2 separate regions of the Mus musculus genome follow, and region 2 is linked to region 1. A link is a contact called in public Hi-C data. All regions are on one chromosome and are shown on one strand. The core of a region is the stretch at or near the end of the contact, and the rest is flanking DNA. Distances in the headings are between cores, read along the strand shown. Region 1 overlaps Vti1a (vesicle transport through interaction with t-SNAREs 1A). Region 2 overlaps Tcf7l2 (transcription factor 7 like 2, T cell specific, HMG box).

Region 1 (6,087 bases), core at 2,173-4,672:
GTCTCAGCCAAGTTTAGCTACTGCCTCTGGGAAGGAATCCAGGGGTCCCTTATCCCCACCTACTGCACTGGGGTCCTCTGCCTTTTTCCCTTCCTTTCTCCTTGCTAGGGCCTTGCTTAGTTACAGCACGGGCATTTGTGGGGAAACATGACTGGCTGTGCTGACATTCGGAGGCATAGAGGGCTTTTTCTGTATAAGTTTACAGTGGAGAACAATGAAAAGACTGAAGGCCAAAGCCAACGGGGGCCAAGGGAGCTGCCTACATGTTGGGCTTTGCCATGACGTGTAAACACATGGCTTTGGGGTGTAACATGAGCAGTCCCGAGATTTCTCCAGGGTGGGATCTAGGTTTTCAGCTACCCAGAAATACTTACCACGAACCTTTAAAAAACAAGTCAGTGGGAGGGTGTGTTAAATGAAAACCAAGATAAGCCCTCCTAGGCAGCTTTCCCCATACACTCTCCAAGCCTTTGTGTTGATGAGGGCAGGAGCTGAGGAAATGCCTGACAACAGCGACCATTTTTCTCCTGCCTCACTTGAGCTGGGCACTCTGGGGATGAAGGGGTGGCCTGCCATTTGCAGACAAGAATGAAGCCTTTTGTGAGCAGTTTAAGCACACTACCGACTCCCTTTAAAAAGTTCGAAAAGGTGTTTTTTTTGGAGAGCATATGCTTCGCTGCCATGTGGTGGGACACAACGTAACGGCACTAATAGAACATCACAACTTACAATTAAGACTACTCCATTTACTCCAGATGAGTTTGTCAACACTAAATACATCTATGTGATGGCAGCAGAATCGAGAAATAGGACTTGCTGGGAGTGGTACCTCACAGCAGACAGCTGAAATCCGAGCTGTTCACAACCAGGTAGCGCCTTCCTTTCCCCCTGGAGGGCTCAGGTTTGTCTGTATAAGGGGGTTTATTCTTATTTGCAAACAGGAAAGATTTTATGGCTTCAGAGTAAAACTAGGGAAAGAAACCTAATGGCAGATTTGTTATGGATGTGGTCTCTGACACGTATGTGTGGGGGATCAGCTATTAATCACGTTAAGACTAGAGTATTATTAAAGCACGAGGCAGGCAAGCAAGCCTTAAGTTCAAGGTCTGAGCTGATAAAGACGAGGAGGAAAACATGCTTTGCCTTGTGTGCCTACGTCTGCCATTGTGTCTCCTCGTGTGTGTCTGCGTCTGCCATTGTGTCTCAACGCATCGCTTTAAAAGATACCACTGATCCTTTTCCGAGCTTCGCCCCATTTTATTTCAAGGTTGGTCTGTCTTTTGTTGGGTCCTTTTGCTATGACACAGATGACAGCTCTCGGGGGAAGGGCAGCCCTTCGGCAGTCCTGCTGGCTCCCTGGACTCCTACACAAATGTGCTTGTTTGGCATTTGTTCCAAAGCACCCACATTCAGGGCGCCCTGGGGACCAGGGGAGCAAGGGGGCACGTGCTGGAAACACCGGGCACCGAGGCCCCGCAGGCCTTTGTCAGCACTGCCTCCAGGGTTGAGGCGGCCTCGGTAATTATGCCAAGGCCACGCATTACTCTGACAAAGTAATCCATCAAATCATTTCTCACAATTCCAATTCGTCCCCTGAATTTCCCTTACTTCCAGAGCCAGCTGGATATTATATTACCAGAGCTGTTGAAAAGGTGGAACACTAGCCATGAAGCCAAAGGCCGTGGCAACTATGCAAAGCATCAATTTTTATTGTTTGCTCAGTACTGAAATCTCATTAGGGTCCATAACTCATATGAGCACTGCGGACACTTACATCTGCTGATCATGAGAACCTAGAAGGAATGCACACCTTTGGCTATGTTGTTCTCATAGGAGATATACGGGGTGGGTGCGCGCGTGTGTGTGTGTGTGTGTGTGTGTGTGTGTGTGTGTGTGTGTGGTGTGTGTGTGTGTTTACAAGCACACACAGACTCATATGTTTTTAGCTCTTGAACAGCTGTGGTTTAACTGTCCTCTACACAAGCCAATTTCCAACCTGAGTTTAAATACCCCAAAGTTGTTTTCATTTGGCAGTTTTCAGACAAAGACCCACTTCTCTTGGAGTCCAGCATAATCAATGGCAGAAAATTCCACTCATTGCACGTTGGCCTTAAAGCAGCTCGGCTGTGCTAATTACATCAGAATTATCTCAGAGCCTACAAGCTTTCATTCAACCTATACAGGTTTTTGTCTTCACTTAATTATGGTTTGGAACCTTCTTGAAAGAAAATGCAGCCATGGCTGCCTGTTCCTCTTGGGGACATCCAGTTCTCTCTCTCTCTCTCTCTCTCTCTCTCTCTCTCTCTCTCTCTCTCTCTCTCTCTCATCCTCTCTCTAGTTGTCTCCTTCCGTCCCTCCCTCCCTCCTTCCCTCCCACTCCCTCTCCCTCTCATTTCCATTATGTTCCACACTTCGGACCCTTGATGGCATCTTAGTTTATAGGTCTTTTAGGCATTTTGTGAAAGCTGTATTTGAAGGTGACAAGCAGGGAGTCACAGAATTAGAGGAACCTTGCGGGGCATCTAGCCAGGCCAGTCCTGTTCCGAGCAAAAGCCCTGACAAGTGGCACTTCAAGAATGCATCCATTTCTGGAATGAACCGTGGCAGCAGCTGAGAGTCTCTTTGCAAACACTTGCTAGCAGCCTGGGACAGATAAGAAGAGAACTGTGTCTGGTGAGGGGGTCCAGAGGGAGTTTAGGGAGACCAAGTGCAATTAGCCCACCGGACAACAGCTCTAGCACCCCTGCCATAATTCTGGCTGATGGCAGTGACACCTACTGATGAGAGCGTGGTCAACTCTAAGTTGCTCTTTACCGGGACCCCACTGTCCCACTGTGATGTGACACCAGGCATAGATGTTTCCACTTGGAAGCCTCAGGAGGAGAAAGGGCATGGAGGAAAAGGAAGCCACAGGCCCTTCATGCAGGCTGTCTCATCTGAGTGTATTGAGATGGCATTCCCAGCCTGTCTTCCACGGGAAATGTTCTAGCCAGGAACATAGTGATAGGCAAAACCAGACTGGCCCTGCCCTCATGGAACTTTCAGACCTCAAAAAAAAAAAAATAAACGGACCCCCTCCCCCTCCCCGGTGGATGGCATTTCCTCAGTCTAGAGACACTGCAAGGATCAGACTTCATACTTTGGGAGATTACATTTGCTCTCTGCCCATGGACTGAGCTTACCCAGAGCCCAGACAGGGCTTGCCAGTGTGTGTGTGTGTGTGGGGGGGGGGGGTGAAGAATGTGCTAAGGGCATCTGCCTGCAGTGGTACAGTGGAAAGGAGAGGAAGGAAAAGAACTTAGGAAAACAAAAAGCTGGGGATCAGGGTGGGGAGAAGAGGGCAGAGGAAGTGGAGACCGGGTAGTGACAGACCAGTGGGCCACCGTGATGACTTTGCTTTCTACTTATCAGCTAGGTGGCTTTGAGTAAATCATCAACCTTTCTGATATTTACCTTCCCGATCTATAAAATGGGAGCCACAATGCACACCTGATAAGGTCAGCACGGGGTAAGTGGGAGAGCCCACCTGGGGCTGTCACCTGACACCTGGGAAGTCCCGCAACACTCGGAGACAGCCAGGCTCCAGCCTCCCCCCCCCCCCAACCCCCAACATACATGCTGCCTCCAGAAGTCATGAGGAGGAAAATGGGCTGACTTTTCAATCTTGCTTTCAAACACTCACAAGTTGGATTCTGACATAACGTGTCCATCTAAGGAAGGAAGCTACATGTGAAATTGCTAAGCTCCTTTCCCAAAAGCACCTTGCTGCCCAAACCCCTGATTATCAACATTCCAGGTGTCCGGGTAAGTGTGGAATTAAACAGTTAGTATTGACAACTCAGAGCTGAATGCTAACAAGTAGCTTGTAACAGGAAGCGAATCTCTGGGAATCTAGAGATCGGGACAACAAGAGCAACAAGAGAAGATTGTAGGAGAGGAGCAGGCCCTACAGAGCAGCAGACCTACAGCACACAGGCTATGCAGAGGAGGGCCTCCCCTGCTCTCCAATCCCACCTGCTGAAGGGATGCAATAATATCTGGATGTCTGTTCAGAACAACCCACACAGAAACTGTACACATGTGTATACACACACACACACACACACACACACACATGAGAGACAGACAGACAGACAGAGAGACAGACACCCCGCCCCAATAAAGTAATGAAAACCACTTGCTGGCTGGAAACGGTTGAAGATGATCTAATTGTCAAAGCAAAGATTTAATGCACTGGCCTTTTAGAGGAATCATGTGAGCACACACTTACAGACCAAAGGGACATTTTCAAACTCCTGGTTATCCTGAAATGGCTCAAAACAGGTCTGGCTCCCCACACTGGCTTCTATGAGTGTGCCTGAGTCTCTATTAAGCTACTGGGCTATGAAAAGACAGGAGGTCTACGCTGTAGAGCCTGGTGCCTTTTTGTTTGTTTGTTTGGTTGGTTTTTTAAAAGTCACTGCTAAGTCCTGCTGAGCTTATCTGTGTGTCAAAAATCTAGTCTCCATAAAAAGATAACTCAGGTGGCCACTGGTTTACAAGCTCAAATGCCACCTCCTTAACTTTCCAGAACAGAGCTATCATTTCCCACTGCTCATGCCCTGTTTACCCCACTGAAAGGATTTTGACCCACAGGAGACTGCCTAGTGGACAGAGATAGCTGGCCCTGGCAAGGGAAATCCCTGCAAGCGCAATGTGGTTGTCTGTACTGGTACTGTGGTGTCTCGAGTCTGGTTATGATAAACATGACCACTGAAATGAAATGAAATGCTTCCTTTGCAAACTGGGATGCTTGTTGTCATTCATTCATTCATTCACTCATCCTTTGTGGTGATTATTAATGGCTTCTCTTAGGGAAGTGTGCCACTAACTTCCTGAACTTCTGTTGCAGGCTTCTCCCTTCTTCTGCCAAAGCTTGGTCATCTTGCTATGTCACAAAATGCTGGCATCACAAAGGTGAACTTTAGTAGACCAGGATTTCTTCATTTAGATGAAATAGCAAACAACCCTCGAAGCCACAACGAAAAAACCTGATAAGAAGACACTCACGTCTCACAGTAGCCTGCTTGAATCAAATGTTGGATGGTAGTACTGAATAAACTATACCTTACTTAAAAAATGTTAGTTACATGTATTTTATATGTGGGAGGGGAGGGTGGTATAAGAAGCTAGCTTGTGGCAGTTGGTTCTTTCAATCTATCACATAGGTCCTAGCGACTAAGTGTAGGCTGTCTGGGTGGCAGGCCCTTCACCCTTTTCTTCACTTGCTGGCCTGGCACTGATTTCGTTCTTAGGAACAGTGAGCACGCTCTGCTTTGCCGGAGGATGGAGAGCGGGTGGAGAGGCACACGTGCCCGGCCGGACCTTCCGTTAAAGTGACTCACACTGCAAGAAAGTTTGAAAAAGCTTCTCGAGTTTCATATTTTGGCATAAATTTCCATATGATTCATTAAAGTAAGAAAGAGTGGGAAAAATTATCAGTCTTGCACAGAATACTTTTAAAACACACACACACACACACACACACACACACACACACACACACTGTGAGAGATTTGCAAAACGTCCAGTCTGGGTCACTGGAGACCCGTGGACAACTGGCTTCTGTGTTCCCATTTGGGTCTGACTCACTATGGCAATGTCACTCATCAGGAAGGCGCAGAAGACAGACAACAGCTGGGAGGCATTCTCTCTGTGCACAGAGTTCAGGGACACACAGCGAGCTGAGCGGACCATCTAGTGCTTGGGCGCAAGAGCCTGCCCTCCCTCACATCAGCCCTGAACCTCAACTCTCTGAGGTTGCAGCAGATGTTAAAAACTAAAGTTGAAACCTTTAAGCTGTAATGAAGGAGTTCACAGGGCTTGTAATCCCAGTACCCCACCCCATCCTCCCTCGATCCTGCTGAAAGTCTTCAAATGGTCCTCGGCACTAACGCTGCGCAGCCAGCGCGATCCTGCTCAAAGTCTTCAAATGGTCCTCGGCACTAACGCTGCGCAGCCAGCGCGTGTTGAGCACACTGATCTGCCCATGATTCCCCTCGGCTGCTGTAAAACAATCTCACTCCCCCGGCGAGTGCGGGCTGCGGC
Region 2 (6,087 bases), core at 1,925-4,424, 180 kb before region 1:
GGATGGAAATGCTACAGTGGTTAATTTTTTAAATCAGATTTCTGCCAATGTTACCAATCATTCCTAGTCAACAGAAACCCAGCACTGAGCAGAGGAACCATGGTAACTGACTAAGGAGCTTCTTACAAAGCCCCTAGCTAGCCCTTCACGGCTGTGTGACATGGGGCAAGCTGCTTGCCTTCCCTGTGGCGCATCCTCTGAATTACAGCTCGCTCCACGCTGTAATTAGATCGCAGAATGTCCAATCACTTAGCCTAGTGACTGGCAACAGCTTAGCTGACAGTTGTTCTAAGGTCTCATGACTTTGTGAGGAATGGGACATGAGTATCGCCAAACCTGAAGGAGTAACTGAAATTCCCCTGCCTCTCTTCCCTCACCCCATAAATCATGACAAAGCAAGATGTACAATTTATTCCTCAAGCTAAATTCTAATAGCTCTGAGAAACCTAGGACTTCCTTCGCAGTCTGGAAGGAGAGAAATTACCCCCACAAAGCTAAGAAAGGCTGAGCCCTAGAGCCTGGACCCTAGACATGGCTCCACTCTAAGGAGCTACAATCTCCAGTCCACCATAGAAAACATAATAAAGTTACTGGTGCTATAGCTGGTAGGGCTGCTGGGGCCCAGGTCATCTGGAGAAGGGTCACATGTTCATGCCCAGTAGCCTTTATCTACTTATTCACCCCAGAGCAACATTGAGAACTCTGAGAACATTGAGAGCTCTGGAGCCAGGGATCCTGTGGTAGATTTCCTCTTTCCCAGCCTGCTTCCTGGAGTCTCTAGACACCTTAGCCATTCTTGGAAGGCTGTGTAAGGGTAAGAGTCATCAATACAGGGCCAACAGCTATGCTAAGTTCTCGGAAAGTAATCATGATTTTACCTTGAAAACCGTTTTCCCAATGGAGGAGTAGGAGATGGGATAGAAAAGATGAATAGTTAAACACTCCTGGGGGCTCCGAGCTACACCCTACATCCCTGGGAATTGAGGGTACAAGTCAGTAACTCGTCTACTTTCACCGATGTTCTTAGCATCCTGAGACAAGGAAGGAAAAGCTAGGCTAGACATTCCCTGCCTTTACAGGGGTGGGGTGGGGGGGGAAGCATCAAGGGGAGGGGAGGGAGACATAAAGAAAGATGTGAAGGCTCAATCAACACTCTAGGAAACCAAGGAATAGACTCAAGCAAAGGAGAGACCCGGGGATTGGATGTCTCCACAGACCTCTAAGCCTGCGTGAACCAACACACAGGCAGTGGTGGGCTTAGGAGACATGTCGCATCACAGAACAGCCAGATGAAAGAAATCTCTCTGAGCTTCCTGGCACAGAGTGAATCCCATGGGCTCCTCCCAGGCGCCAGCACGCACGGTGGGGGTCTCTCTGCTCCCAGTTCCTCTTGCTCCCTGTGGCCTGGGTATCTGAGGAGTTGCATAAACTAGGAAGGACAGCCTCCCAACCGCATCGTGGAAGCAGAAGACAGCAACAAACCACCAAACACTAGCCAGTATCCAGTGACTAAGAACCTCTTAGCGCCTGACTTAGTGGGCAGCTGTGCTTTTCCGCTGGGGAAAGAGGAAAGCCAAACTTGGACTGTACTAGATTCCTCTCCACCCCAGACAGGAGCCCAGTTTTCTCAATCTCCTCCCTCTATCCCTGCACAAGTCCTGAATCCTCATCTATTCTCAGATAGTCTTTCTTATAGGACTGTCTGCCATGCCTGCAAATCTTTCTGGTGGACACAACCAGCCCCACCTGTCTATTGCCTGCATCTTTTCTTCTCACCTTGAGAGGCAGGGTGGGATAGGGAGGGAACAGGGCTTTTCTTTGCTAACAGCACCTAGGCGATTATTTTACATCCAGAATTATAAATTACTGGGGAGATTGAGTGTGTGTGGGGTGTGTGTGTGTGTGTGTGTGTGTGTGTGTGTGTGTGTGTTGGCAGCAGGAGGGGGTGTTCAGCGAAAGCGACAGAGGCGATTTCCTAATGAGCAGTCTTATCTTCTCGCCATTTCTGACACTTTTTACTGTCTTGCCTAACACAATCGGGGCATCACAGAGCCAGTCTAAAAGTTTGGCAGTTGCTCAAAAAAGTTAAACATGATTATCACATGGCACAGCCACTGCGCTCCTGAGAAGGCACACAGGGGACGGGAAAACACATTTGCATGGGAAACTTTGCATAAATGGTCACAGCAGCAGCGGCATTCCACAGGTGAGTGAGCAAGTAAGCGTGTGAATGAACAAAAGAAGTCTGGTACAGAATGGATCGTTTGGCCCTTAGAAGACACAAAATACAGACAATGCTGCTCCATGTATCAACCTTCAAAACACTAAGAAAAAGAATCAAAGCACAAAAGACCGCATATCCAGTGGGTCCGAATGCTCATAAGAATGTCAACAACAGGCTGGCAAGATGGCTTTGTGGGTAAAGGTACCTGCTGACAGACAATGCAAACCTGGCAACCCAAGCTAAATCCATACACACACAGTACCTACGCTAAGACTGAGGGGGAAACTAGCTGTGCTACACCATCTTCTGAGTTCTACGGGCGCATCATGGCGTGTTCACCTGCACGTGTACACATCATGCAGGGACACACCATGACAAATAGATAATTTTTAAGGCAACAGGTAAATCCACAGTCTGTGCCAGGGACTATCGCACGCGGTGGGATGGAGAATATGGTTTGTAGTTAGATGGCTGCACAATTTTGAATAGACCAGAATCTACTGCAAATAGGTGGGCCCTCTGGTCTCTCTGTAACTTCATAGAGCTGTTACGGTCACAAAAGAAAAGAAGGAACACATAGCTGTGGGTTCCTCCTATCCATTCTCTGATCAGAGTCAAAATGCTTGGCAGGAAAAAATTCCAGGTACCAGTGAGTCCAGGTGTGCCTGAGGAAGGCACAGAGGCCCCACTTCAGGACGTAGCGCATGGCCAGAATGTCACATTGCTGATCAAGAGATTTGCTTCGCCATACAAGGTGGGCCCAGAGCGCAGGATAAATCTCAGTTAAGAACAAGGTAAGAGGAACACGACCCAAAAGGAAAGCAAACAGAAAACATTCAACGGCATGCCATAACGCTCTGGTATCTCAGAGTGCTCGATTCTGAACTCTGGTCTTTGGGATGCTCCAGGGGCCAGATGCCCAGCACCTCCTCCCTGAGTCTAGCACTGTCTCCTCCCAGGAGATCCACGCTTTGGCAGAGGAAATGCAACCTTAGCGCCCAGCGGGCCTTGCTGGGCAGGCCGCACTGCTTCTTGTTCCAGAAATGTTAGCCCAGCATTCAGGCAATTGGCAGGCAGCTGGAACTCGAACCCAGGAATCCCAACGCCCACAGATTCTCACCTCCAGCTCCAACAAAGCTCCCTTTGTGGGGCTTGGGTGTCTCCCAGAGGGCATATTTCCCTCCCAGAGCTGGGAAGCAGAGGCGAGGGTGGTGTGTGGAATGGCATCTATGCTACTGACACAGGTTTCTCTGCTTTCCAGGTTGCCCAGTCCCAGTACCTGAGGGAACGGACGGGGCAAAGCTTGACATGGATACTGTGACATCAGGACCTAGACCAGTCACACCTCTGCCCCCTCCCCAGTCCTCACAGCCTCTGAATCCCAGGCCTGAACAACAGGCTGCCTGAAGCCTGCATCCTGTCTGGGCAACAGAGCCAGGAGAGAGTGGAGCTCTTGTTCAAACATGCTTTGAGCCTGTGAGGGTACCCTCCAGAAATGCTTCTAAGTTCATTCCAAGCAGCCTATCTCCATGCAGGTCAGCTCCAGCACAAAGCACTGTAACATCCTCCCTCCTTGGGGTTGTCACCTGTATGCTGCAGTTCCCTAGGATTTCCTGAGACTCAGAGGATAGACCCATAGCCACACTATAGGGGACCCAGGGGCAGAGCCCCACTCTTCTTCTAACATGATTTCCCTAGAAAAGCACAGGAAGGGAAGGTGGGCTGTGGCTGAACATGCTGAATATCCACCAGAGATGAAGCAGACTATACCACCTTTGCCCCCCAGAGATAATGCTACCCTTGCTGTGCCATCCTGGAAGAGACCCATAGCCCTGTCACAACCTCTGAGCCTGTCCCATTAGGTAGCAGGAAAAGACTCTATGACACTTCTCACCCTGTGGGAGGGCTTGCCCACCTGCTGAACCTCTCAGGAGCCTATGATAATCTTGTCACAACAGACACTGTAGTAGAGCATATATACCAGCAAAATCTCTCAAACCTTCCACTTCTGGGTGGAAGAAATTAAGTTCTGGACGTGCTAAAGGAAGTGAGGTGGTCTGGACTCTTGGACTCACGGCATGGCTAAAGGTTCTTAAGCATTCCAGAAGAAAGCCACAGAACTCATCTCAACAGGGAGACCTTTCAGGAGAGGGTCAGGCTTAGGAAACGTTTGCCCAGTGCAAACTAAATGGTTCCAGGGTCAGTGGCTGACCACACACACAGTGAGGGTTCTATCTTAAGCACCACAATAAAAGACTGTTCAGGCCTATCTCCGCGATGCCCATCACCAACATCCATCAAATTGGCTCCTTTTGGTTCCTAAAACTACCCACTAAAATAAGGGAGAAAACATCACACCCATTTAAACAATCAGATGAACTAACTCAATGACTAACAAAACAGAGCATCTGGGATTGTGGGGTCAGCAGTGCAGTGTGGGGGAAAGGTAGGAGAGAAAATGAGAGAAAGCTCATCATCTGAGCTAGTCTGGGAATTTGTATTACATAATTAATGTCCCCATCCCTATCGATACACACCCAGTGCCTTGGAGAAAGCACCCTTGTGAGCCTGAGGCAGGAGTCCTGAGAGGCAAGCCATTGTCCTGACACAGTTAGCGACAATGCAAATGACCTACCAAGAATAATCACTTCTGCGTGTGCCAACCTAAACTTTCATTTCTCTGTAAGAGATGCCGGGCTTCAAAGCCAACAAGTTCACAGAAATGCTCAGGGAAAGAAGGAGGAGAAAGAACGAGAAGAAAGCCCGGCCGTCTGCCTACCACCCCCACTACACATCCCATCCATTAGAAAATACATTCCTCAATAAATCATAAGGAAGTCCAATCTGCAAAGTACCACATCACGCTAAGAAAGTCAAGTCGCCCCCTCCGTAAGACATCATCACAAAAGAACTTGGATCTCCGTGTCCTCGTCAATTCAGCTACCACACCTCAGCCCAAAGAAAATGAAATGCTATCACGCTGCTGTGTTTTAAAGCAGTGTCCGAGAAGGTGGGAAAGGTTACCCACAGCAGGCAAGGACTGCCGTCCTCACCATAGCAACGCGCCTGTTTATAATATGGTGTACCTGCATCAAAGGCTCTGCAGACACTCAAGGCAAGCCTGGTGCTGCATTCGAGCCCGAAGAGGAAGGCACAAACTCTCACGAGCATGTCAATGAAAAACTTCCCATTACAGGACATGCCACAATTATTAGCACCATCTTTTTTCCTCCTCTCCACCCAAGTAAGAGTAAAGGAGAAAATGAATTCAGACCGTGTCTAAGGCAGAGTGGAAACCCAGCATGTGACTTTCTAAAGTGGTTTGGTTGTTTCTTTTTCTGCTGGGCAACCCCACAGGCAGAGATGGAGAGGAGGGTTTCTCGGAAGAGCTGGGCCTGAGGCTGAGGGAGTCTCAGTTCACCAGTACTGAGCTCATACAGTCTGCTCAAAGCGCAAGGGAGGCCGCAATCCCTCCAGCCAGAGGGGAAATCCAGAAATGACAAGACGCACAGTAGGCCTTGTTTTATCAGGGGCTAGGGGAGGCCCATGTTTTAGCTTCTGGGAGACAGAGGAGCCCACCTTGAGATTGCCTAGAAAAGGACTAATCTTCAGAATCCAGAATATAAAGAGGCAATCCTAACACTCTTCACAGCACAGCACAGCAGGACCCTAGCCTCAGACACACTGAGATTACACCTCAGCCACTTGTTAGGTATGTATACCTCAGCGGTGTCTCAGCTTCGAGACTCATCTTCATCGTGTGTATGTCTTAGGTAGGTTTCTACTGCTCTAATAAAATGCCAGGACCCAGAGCAACCTGGGCAGGGAAGGGTTTTACTTCTTCTCGCAACTGATGGTTCATC

The links. Hi-C and Micro-C count contacts between places; a contact is called where the count stands out from the background.
Region 2: a Hi-C map of liver shows a contact between it and region 1, with 2.9 times the contacts expected there. The contact joins two enhancer-like sites. A contact is called at or near these places in 1 of 484 Hi-C or Micro-C datasets (liver), 3 of 115 datasets of contacts at active chromatin or transcription factors (extraembryonic endoderm stem cells, kidney and pancreatic cancer cells) and 1 of 9 other capture datasets (embryonic stem cells).

The regions. Positions count from the first base shown.
Region 1 is chr19:55,593,511-55,599,597 of GRCm38.p6, reverse strand. All of the region lies in intron 7 of Vti1a (vesicle transport through interaction with t-SNAREs 1A), which reads right to left. Among named protein-coding and RNA genes, the nearest start is that of Gm41871, 100 kb to the left of the region's middle. Within about 2 kb of position 3,422, at least 31 of the 459 cell types and tissues checked have an H3K27ac peak or open chromatin away from gene starts, as enhancers often do. A contact at or near this core is called in liver, where this site is marked.
Region 2 is chr19:55,777,233-55,783,319 of GRCm38.p6, reverse strand. The region is part of intron 4 of Tcf7l2 (transcription factor 7 like 2, T cell specific, HMG box); the gene reads right to left. Among named protein-coding and RNA genes, the nearest start is that of Gm31734, 37 kb to the right of the region's middle. Within about 2 kb of position 3,174, at least 37 of the 459 cell types and tissues checked have an H3K27ac peak or open chromatin away from gene starts, as enhancers often do. A contact at or near this core is called in liver, where this site is marked.